2 separate regions of the Gossypium hirsutum genome follow, and region 2 is linked to region 1. A link is a contact called in public Hi-C data. All regions are on one chromosome and are shown on one strand. The core of a region is the stretch at or near the end of the contact, and the rest is flanking DNA. Distances in the headings are between cores, read along the strand shown. Region 1 holds the start of LOC107934058 (inorganic phosphate transporter 1-4-like). Region 2 holds the start of LOC107906405 (probable protein phosphatase 2C 44).

Region 1 (5,352 bases), core at 1,988-4,487:
TACAATATTAGAGTGTCACATTTAGTGTTTTAATAATCGAATCGGTGGTTGAATAGGTCAAACCAAGGTTTCCAATTCAACTAATTCAACCGCCAGATCAACAATAATTGAATAAATAATTAAAAATCATAAAAATCAAATAAGTTAAAAAAAATTATTTAGTTCAACATGTTCAACTGTCAATTTTTGTCTCAACTTTTTAGTTTTACCAATTTTTAGTAGTTTCTAAGTCAATTAGTTCAATCCCCTTTGTTAGTATTGTTATATCGATAAGTTCTCCATTTGTCTTGATTCAATCGTATTCTACTAACAATGGCCACATGATCAAATATTGACAGAATTCAAGTTCAAGGAGCCAAATAGATCTAGTTGCCAAGTTCAAAAACCAAAGTAGACAAAAAAAAATACAAGCACCAAAGTGGAACTAATTGCGAAGTTTAAGTGTTAAAAATTATTTATCCCTAATAATAAATAAGCTGCAAGTTTGAAATGAACCTGGTCTTATTGGTTTTCTACCTTATTTTTTCCAGTTCCAATTTCCGGTTTTTCCTGATTCTTTACGATTTCTTAATATTCAATAAAATATATAAAGTTGAACCTAGCGGTTTCTGATGAACCGGGCCATTGATCTTTGTATCCAACTCAAGCTCATAGAAAAAGTATTTAGAACACTATTAATCCAATACAAGCAACCTGTCATGTTTCCCCACTACAGAAAACCCAGCAGATCATCTCAAAACCCCAAGACCAGCTCTGTTTAGTGTTGTTATATGTCTTAAAGATCAATCTAATTGGATTGATACCCACTGATACCTGCAAAATGGTCATATATCCAACTTCTAAATTTTTTAAACAGTTCCTATCATATTTTTAATGAACACATATACTCAGTGAAGAAAGAAAAAATGAGAATCCCAATTACAATAGTAAAATTTCTGTCTTAAAGCTTTCTTACCTAATCCTTAAGCATCACCAAGAACACCAGAATTTCAAGTATGCAAGCTTTTAGGACATCGGAAAGTTGCATGGAACATAAGGTTCACAGTTCAAAGTTGAAGTAAAATAAAGTACCTTAAAAGCAATAAAATCAAAATTTACCCTGGCAACAAACATTCAATTTTGTTTATGGACTCAGAGATCATCCTTGTTCTCTACCTCAATACCCAACAGCTTAGCCAATTTTCCACTCTGATATGCTTCAACAGTATCTGGAAATTAGGAATAGAATTTGTAATTCCTCTACAGATACTATCTTCCAAACATATTTCAATTGCATGAAGATAGAAAGATTAAATTTGCAGGTAAAGAAAAGAAGAAATTACCGTCTGACCCCCCGATGTGTTTCCCATTAATGAAAACCTGTGGTACAGTACGCCTACTAACAATCTCACTCAAGGCATCCTGAATATTCCATCCATCATCTGTCAAATAAAAAAGAAAAGAAACTATTTTAACTTCCAAGTATTTCAAGTTTCAAACCGAGGAATGATGTTCCATATACCAATATGGAGGTGCTACTATAAATTTCAGTTGAAGCTAGCAAACTATTTTAACTTCAAGTATTTCAAGTTCAAAACCGAGGACTGATACTCCATATGTCAATATGGAGCTGCTACTGTAAATTTCTGTTGAAGCTAGTAAACTATTTTAACTTCCAAGTATTTAAAAATTCAAAACCGAGGTATGATGTTCCATATGTCAAAATAGAGCTGCTACTGTAAATTTCAGTAGAAGCTAGTAAACTATTTTTAACTTTAAGTATTTCAAGTTCAAAACCGAGGACTGATGTTCCATATGTCAATATGGAGCAGCTACTGTAAATTTCAGTTGCAGCTCGTAAACAATTTTAACTTCTCAAGTATTTCAAGTTCAAAACCGAGAAATAATGCTCCATATGTAAATATGGAGCAGATACTGTAAATTTCAGTTGAAGCTAACAAAGTATTTCAAGTTCAAAACTGAGGACTGATGTTCCATAAGTTCAAAACCAAGGAGTGATATTCCATAAGTCAATATGGAGCTGCTAATATATTTTAAATAAGGCTTTGCTATTATACCAATTTTCAACTTTTTTTATCTTACAACCAAAACGAACTTTGTAGCTAAACAGTAATTTGGCCTGCATATAAAAATGGGAATTTATTTGTCAAAAGACCTCGCTCATCAAGCTCCACAACGAATGGAACTTGTTTCAACTCCTTGAACACAGATTTTGCCTTCCTGCAGTACCTGCACAGTACCAAAGGAGAATAACTGTTAGCCCAAACTTCAAACTCGGTCACCAAAATATATAGGAATTGTTCAGTAAAACAATGAACAGTGTATTATTACTTGAAAAGAGGAAAATTATATCGAATATGAGTATTAATAAAAACCAATGAGAAAAAAAATTAAGAGAAAAGTCAGAACAGTATAGATCGGGAAGAAAAACAAAGCATATTAATTGATTTGTTGTCACTTTGGTTGATTAAAAAAAGCATAATTGATGTGAAGAAATCGTACGGGCAATAGGACTTTGAGAAGATGACGATCTTGTGGGCAGAGATGGTCTTTTTGACGAAAGCAGCTTCAGACGAATCAGCCGACGATACCCAGCAAAGAGATGCTGCAATTACTAAGATTGACGCTATCAAGATTTTCACCGCCATTGAAGCTCAAGTCTGCGTTTGTTTGTTCACAACAGCGATTGTTAGTGTTATGCCTCAACAAAATAGATATTAAACTCGCATTCGCCGTCTCACACCCTATATCTATACTTAAATAATGGGTAAACTAGCTCATTAGTAACCCTGAAATAGTGTAGTTCTTAATTTGATCACTTCAAATTTGTTTTTGTCAATTTAGTCCCGAGGAAAATTGTCAACAGTTTACTCCTAACGAAAAGATGACCGGGCATGCCACATCATCAATTTTTCCACGTAATTAAAGGGTTAAGAATTTAAATAAAATTAAAACTTTTTATTTATTTATTTAGGTTATTTAAGAAACATAAAAGGCTTTTTTTCAAATAGATTTCTTCAACTCTTTCTGCAAATTTGAGTTTCTTAATCTCGTAGAACCTAGACCAGAGGAGAAGGTGCATGAATGAAATTCCATCCCAGCATGTCATTGTGGGTGCCCAACAGGTTTGAAGTTATTTCTGCTGGTTCTAAGAAATTCACAAAATTGCAAGGGAACCAACACTGATTACTCTTTGCAGCACCATTCTAGGCTACTGGTTCACTGATATTACATATTATGGGAAGTTTTGCCATCCAATTGATGGGCTTCTTGTTCATGACTATGTTCATGCTTGCACTGGCCTTCCCTTACAACCACTGGACTCATAAGGACAGCCGAATCGGTTTCGTTGTGATGTACTCATTAACCTTCTTCTTCTCGAATTCCGGACCCAACGCCACAACATTTGTGGCACCGAATGAGATTTTCCCTGCAAGGTTGAGGTCCACTTGCCATGGTATATCAGCAGCCGCAGGAAAGCTTGGTGCATTTGGGTTCTTGTATTTGGCGCAGAATAAGGATAAGGCCATGGCAGATGCAGGGTACCCTGCAGGCATTAGAGTCGAGAATTCACTTATTGTATTAGGTGCAATCAATGCACAAGGCTTCTTCACTTTCTTGGTTCCTGAATCGAAAGGGAAATCTTTAGAAAAGATGTCAGGTGAGAACGAAAATAATGGAGGAGAGGGAGAAGGAGGGCCATTGTCGTCGTCATCATCATCTAATCTTTACTAGAGATTTCGGGGAAATAATGCAATTCCTTTTATGTTTCTTGAATAAACTAATTAAATAAAAAACATGTCTTAAATTTATTTAAATTTCTAACCCTTTAATTACGTGGAAAATAGGTGGAAAAACTGATGATGTGGCATCTTCGATCATCTTTCCCTTATGAAAAAAAGATTGAGTGACCATTTTGAACAAACTTTTTTTAATAGCAGTGACTAAATTAATAAAAAAATTTTAAATTAACTAAAATAGAAATGATAGTATTTTAATTAACTCCTTAAATAATATATAATTTACTCCTTAAATAATATATCAAACTTATCATCAATTGAATAACTAAAATTCGATTTTTAATCACTCATTAAAATTATTTTTTTAAATACTTATTAAACTATTTATAAACTAATTTTACTAAATATTAATAAAACAAATGATAAATTAAGGACTTAATTTGAGCTTTAGGAAGACTTATACATGAAATACTTTATATCTTCAATTATTAAATAAATGTTAATTCAAATACTGTTAAATATTGTATAAATATAAATCATCAATTAAGTTTAAGTTCGAGCAGCCTTAAAAACCCTAGTCAAGAGTGCTTTCTTTAGCATCCTAGCGAGAACAGGTTTTTTTTCGGCTTGGGATGAAGGAAAGTGGTGGCGAAGAGGGTTTTACAGGAGAGGAGGTCTCCTTTCTGGCAGAAGAACTCATTCAGTTATCAGTTAAAAGCTCAATGGTGGTACCCAGCGATAAGCCAACCCTACTTTGCCCTATATGGAAAAAAAATCCTATAATCCAGATAGTTTTAGGGCACAGATGAAAAGTATATGGAAGACGAGGAAAAAGTTTGAGATCCAATTGGCAGAGCAGAATTTATTCTTGATAGTGTTGAAGGTGAAGAAAGTTTGGAGACAATTATAGAGGGGCAGCCTTGGTTGTTTCAAAAAAACTTAGTGCTGTTTGATTGGTTGACTAAATCGATAGAGAGGAGTCAAATTTGACTTAATTCATCCCCATATTGGATTAAGATTGGCCCATGTCTACCAGAATTTGATAAAAAAAGATTTAATGCATGCTATTAGGATTACTTTTGGAGGCGTTCTGAGATCGACAATTAATGGTGATTTCTGTCGACTTAGAGTTCAGTTAAATGTGAAAAAACCCTTGCGCAGGGGTATTTTCATCTTAACAGAAAATCAAAGTAAGTTCTGGATCCCATTTAAATATTAAAAATTACCAACTTTCTATTTTGGCTTTGGAAGGAGGGGGCATGGGCTCAATGAATGCCTCACGTTTACACCTGTAGAAAAAAATAAAATTAGAGATGATCCTCCTTATTCTTTAGCATTAAAAGCAGAAGTTAATTTTGTTGGAAAAGAGAGTTTAAAGCTTAATGCCATTTCAAAGAAGATGCAGATGCAATGTTCATATACAGGTGCTATAGAGAAAATCTCTGAGCAAATTTTTCAAGAGAGGGATAGAAGTGAGATAGGCCAAAAAATCCAGGATAACTAATGTGGAAGCAAACGAATGTGGGGTAAACAATAATTGCGCAAGTCTTTTAAAACCAGCAAAGAAATCGAGTTGGAAGAGAATTGAGGCAACTAAAGAGACAGACATGGC
Region 2 (5,464 bases), core at 58-2,557, 310 kb after region 1:
TCTATAAACATGAACACCATATTAATATAAAATCTTTCAAATGGAAGATAATAAAATTTTATATTTAAAGATATAATACATTTTAGCAAATTATTTTCTTGAACTCCATAAGCATAATATCCTATACTTTCACAAACTCTTTGTCAGTTTCATATTCATAGATAGATTTCTTAAAATCAACACCAAAAGTATTTGAACTCTTATATAGATGGCAAAAATGCTTAAGTGCATTATTCTCAAAGTGGTACACACATAATCGATGATATGATTCAAGCATCACTGTTGAGATCGCTTTACTCATTGTTGCATACAATAAACTAGCACAAAAAATCACCATTCTCCTATGGTTATTCATCTCAACGAAGATAGCAAAAGGTCTGTATTCTTTATTTGTTTGGTACATTGTATCAAAGGATACAACATCACCAAAAAGATTGTAATTTTCTATATTTTTTTAGTGGAATAATGGCAAAAAATCTCTTTTTTACTTTAACAAAATTATTAATGTAGTACTTGTACTTTTAATTGGCCCAATTTGGTGCGTCAACTTTTTTTCTAATCTAATTTTTTGGTACCTTTTAGGTTGACCGTCTTAAATTTTGTCAAGTTTTAACACGTAGGCCAATGAATGGATGCCTCTCAAAAGGAAAAATTATTTGCAAGTCCTCTCACTTGCCAGTTTACCAATTCAAACCTAGCTCACCTTGCCATGTGGCGTCCATTAGTTGGCCAATGTGTCAAAATGAGACAAAAATTAACATTATAAATTTGGGGTACCAAAAGATTAGACGAAAATAAGTTGAGATACCAAATCGAACAAATTAGTAGTACATAACATTGACAATTTTATTAAAATAAAAGAGATTAAACTTGAGCAATTTTTTAATTCTTTTTTGGGAAAGTTTATAAGTATAAATATAAATACATATTTAAATGATTGTTACTATTAAATTGTTATAAGACCTATCATTTAAAAAAAATCATAAATTAAAAATTGGTACAGTTTAAATTAAAACCAACAAATTAGATTAAACTCATGGCAACACATGGTGGGATATTGCAAAATGTTTTGAAAATTTTATTAATTTGTAAGAACGGTGCAGAGGCAAGTATAAATTTCCAAGAGGCTGGTTTGAGGGTTCAAAAAGAGATGGGACGTAAGAGTAAGAGCAAGCAAGTCGCAATGGTCGGAAGTTTCAAGAAACAAAGACAATTGGCCCTGCTCACGCGGAATTTGACATCATCCCCTTTATTTATACATTTATTTTGGTAAAATAAGCAGAAACTAACCAAACAAGGACTCCTCTCTAATTCCTAACAAAGAAATTTTACATATTATACTCTGACTTCTTAAACCAAAATAAATAGCATTCTGAGGGTGTTCTTAGTCAAACTTGAATTTCAATGTCAATTCATCCTTATTATTTATTATATGTATTTTAATTTTCATATTTTTTTCCTTTCAACAAAGTCAAGAAAATACGTTAAATATTTGCATACAATAATAATAATAAGCAAAGAGAAAACAATATATTTATGCTTTGTATAGCCAAAAAGAAATTAATGCTTTTAGGTAGAAATTTTTATATTCCTCTATTTCTAATTTTTAATTAATTTATAAAAATATATACAAAGTAATGGTCAACCAAAACCAACCTTTATCTCTATTATTCATTATATATTTTTCTGATCCTAATTTTATTGGTAGTGGAAATTACTCTGTTTTCATAGTTTTGGGTTTGTATTCACACCAAAACTGAAGGTTCTTTGGCTTCTGGGTATTGGCCTGTTTAACCAAATAAAGCATCATATATCAATTATCAGGCAAAGGAAGGGAAGGGTTCTACTTGGTATATTTATATGTTGAATTTGAAAACATGAGCCAACATTCATCCGTTGCAGGCGCCTCCCGCCCCGTTAAAGAAGCCGGCTTTTTTACCAAAATCAAGGTAACCAACCCTCTTCTTCTCATATCGTAATTCATAGATGCCCGCCTGCCTGCTCGCTCTTTTACTTTTTACTTTTATTCAATTACTTTTTCTAATTCAATTACTTGGATTGACTTGTAAAAATAAACGCGTTTGTTGTATCCATATTTCTATGTATGTATGTATGTATGTATGAAGTTGGTGTAAACATCCTTCAGTTAATTTATTGCCCTGTGAATTTGTTTTTGGATTGCAGAATGTTGCTTGCCTGAAATCATCATCATCCTCAGACAAGGGGAAAGGGGGAAAAGGGAAAAGCAAGTCATCAAGTAACAAAGTCTCCCATGGGTTCCACTTAGTGGAAGGTCAATCAGGCCATAAAATGGAAGATTACCATGTTGCTGAGTACAGAAAAAGGAAGAATCATACCCTTGGATTGTTTGCAATATTTGATGGTCACTTAGGGGATCGGGTGCCCAGTTATTTGAAAGACAACCTTTTCAACAACATACTCGAAGAGGTATCTTTTCCTTCTCATCACTATCCTTGTGTTCCAATTTCCATTTGCTTTTTATATTATACATGGCTTAAATACAATGATACAGCCAAATTTCTGGAAAGACCCTGAGGCCGCAATACGGAGTGCATACTCCTCCACAGATAAGTTTATATTGGATAACTCTATGCAATTAGGGCCTGGCGGCTCCACTGCTGTAACTGCAATTGTCATTGATGGCAAAGATTTATGGGTAGCGAACATTGGTGACTCTAGAGCTGTTGTATGTGAGAGGGGCTCTGCCAATCAAATTACAGTGGACCATGAGCCGCATGCTGAACGAAGAAGGATAGAGAAGCAGGGTGGCTTTGTGACTACTCTTCCTGGTAACGTGCATTTTATTTTTTTCCTTTTATCACTCCGTGCACCAAGGTCATTCTAAACTGGTTATGCCACATCGATATAATTGGCAGGCAACATTGCCTTTTATTACAAAAAATAGTTTAATGATGAAAATGTGAATCATATTTCAGGAGATGTGCCTAGGGTGAATGGTCAACTTGCAGTAGCACGGGCCTTTGGGGATCAGAGCCTTAAAGCTCATTTAAGCTCAGAACCTGATGTCAGACATGTCCCCATAGACTCCACTATTGACTTTGTAATACTGGCTAGTGATGGTTTGTGGAAGGTCAGTTGTTAATAGGTTATTATTTATAGCATTTGTCACTTTTGTCTGTTTCTTTGATCTCTATTCTGCATCTCTGGTTTTGTGTGCATGAAGCACCCAAGGAATGGAAATTGCATGTATGTCAATCTGTCTATTGAACAAAAAAGATGGATCGACTTTTCAAAATAAAAACCATGGAATAATCGGGGTGGTATACTGTAGCCTGGTTCTCCTCATGGATTTGATTTAGGGGAGAAAACATCAGTAAACAAATGAATTGAGCAGGAAGAAATGGAACTCTAGAAACTTAGGGTTATAAAATCCTCTAGTTTTTCTATTAATTCAAAAGAAAATAATCAGAATAATAATGATGGCTGTAAAGCCTACAACTTATTTATATAGACTTTCTTTCTTGCAAGTAAAGTTACTAGGCTTTCTTGTAAACAAAGTTTTATACCAAGCCCTAGGTTTAAATACTTAAGATAACTAATAACCCTAGACATCTATAATATATTTAATACTTAAAATAAATATTATAAGATAAAACTAAAATAATAAAATATTGTAATATAAATAAAGCTCCTGCGTCATTCTCCCCTGCTCGGAAAACTCGGCTACCAGCAAGAAAACTTTCACCACTTTCAGCATTAATTTCTATATCAATACCCCAACTCATGCTTATCATAGAAACATGCTGATTAGAATGCTGCTGTTGCTTTTCATTTGTCAAACTGGTGTGTAGTTGCTCAAAAATATTTGTCTTGAAACTCTAGAGCCCATAAAAGTCAAGAACACCAATCAAGTATTCCGATTCCAGAATCTGACCAGTAACAAGATGTATCTGCCCCCCCCCCCCCAAAAAAAAAAAGCCAGCCAAATAAATTTGAATAAACAATGTTGGCCTAAGCATCTCTACTGAGAGTTGCAGCATCTAGATCCCACAATTTTGAAATGGTCTCATTACAAGTCACAAAAACATGTTTATATGATTTGCTTTCAACACTAGTCACACTTGATCACTCGAAATATGATCCATTACTTTCATTAGGATCATTAGCTTGGCTCAATAATTTAACATTGAAGAAACCTCCAGACATGCCAAGACAAATTCCACTGGAATGTTGATTCTGCATTACTAATAGCTGTGCATCAGATGCATTTTACCAATAGCTACATGCCCTTGAAAAGGGCATTCTCCTTCACACAGTTGGAATCAATTGATTGAAGCGCCTTCTTTAGCTGATTAGGCTGTGTAATTGGCATAACAAAAACAAAACGCAAAAAGTGAATGAAAATTGTGCTTTAGCAGCATCTGTGGCTGCTATAATCTCTTGTGCTCCCTCTTGAAGCTGAAAATAATCACCCTCAATCACAAATAACTCAGAGCATCTAGCTACAAAGTCATCCAACTTCCTGTACCTTTTCTTATGATCAAGGCAGTGTAATGGTGGAAGCACTTTCCCCAGTCTAATTGGCTGCGTTGAGCTGGTTTGAATTCTGCCACCAGTTGGCATTGTACGAACTATGCACACCAACAATGAAAGGGCAAAGCAGTCCCTGAAGTCTTAGATGACAACAAGATATTAGTCTGCCCCATTGAAACTAACTTTTCAGGTGAAATAGCATTAGCACCATTGTTGATTGTTGTTCCACTGAAATTAATAAAGTGCTCATGGTTGCTAGTGCCCAGAATAGTTAGTTCTGCATTTAAGGTAGCTATTACAGCAGCTGCATGCTGTTTTGCAATGCCAAGTTGTCTACTTACCTCAGTCATGATCCGCCTAAATGTGTTTGGCATTTCTAACTACTCATAAAGGCATCTATTGTCTTAAAAGTTGTCTCAGAGAAAAAAACGAACTAGACCAAGATGTTTGAACAAATAATTGTTGTTCGGTTGCCAAGGAAAACAGTCGTTCGAAATTATCTTCAAAAAATACTTGTCCGTACCTCTTTCACCAAGACTCTCTCCTATATTAGCAATACCTATTTCACCCGAAATTTCGGAACCAGATTTTCAGTAACATCTTTCACAAACTTAGCTTTCACACCAAGTGCAAGTAATTTCCTTCTGAAAGGCTGCATCACCATTACACGATTACTTGCCTTAAAGCATTCTTGCTTTTTCTTGAGTTCACCATTGAATTCTCTCGTAGAAGAATCTGTTTTAAGTGTAGAAACTGAAACGGTTCTTTTTACTCCAAAATCATCATCTACATTGTGTCCTTTGGCATATGTAAGAGATTTCTGATTCGCCTCCAATCCTCCCCTTCTTTTGAGGTTGTGATATGAACAACCTAAGATTTTCCCTCAACTTTTTCACTTTCTTCAGGGTACTCACCATAAATAGGATCTAACAAATCATTATCTTGCTCT

What was found. Hi-C and Micro-C count contacts between places; a contact is called where the count stands out from the background.
Region 2: a Hi-C map of leaf shows a contact between it and region 1, with 3 times the contacts expected there. The contact joins the promoter of LOC107906405 here to the promoter of LOC107934058 in region 1. A contact is called at or near these places in 4 of 34 Hi-C or Micro-C datasets (hypocotyl and leaf).

The regions. Positions count from the first base shown.
Region 1 is chrA08:23,363,445-23,368,796 of Gossypium_hirsutum_v2.1, forward strand. It overlaps LOC107934058 (inorganic phosphate transporter 1-4-like), which reads left to right and starts at 3,238. Exons shown (of 1, transcript XM_016866729.1): 1 at 3,238-3,735. The coding sequence starts at 3,238. The coding sequence ends at 3,735. It overlaps LOC107914039 (glutaredoxin-C4), which reads right to left and starts at 2,843. Exons shown (of 4, transcript XM_016842797.2): 1 at 2,503-2,843; 2 at 2,156-2,229; 3 at 1,323-1,421; 4 at 896-1,208. The coding sequence starts at 2,648. The coding sequence ends at 1,132.
Region 2 is chrA08:23,678,771-23,684,234 of Gossypium_hirsutum_v2.1, forward strand. It overlaps LOC107906405 (probable protein phosphatase 2C 44), which reads left to right and starts at 1,308. Exons shown (of 5, transcript XM_016833426.2): 1 at 1,308-1,949; 2 at 2,185-2,448; 3 at 2,534-2,810; 4 at 2,958-3,112. The coding sequence starts at 1,878.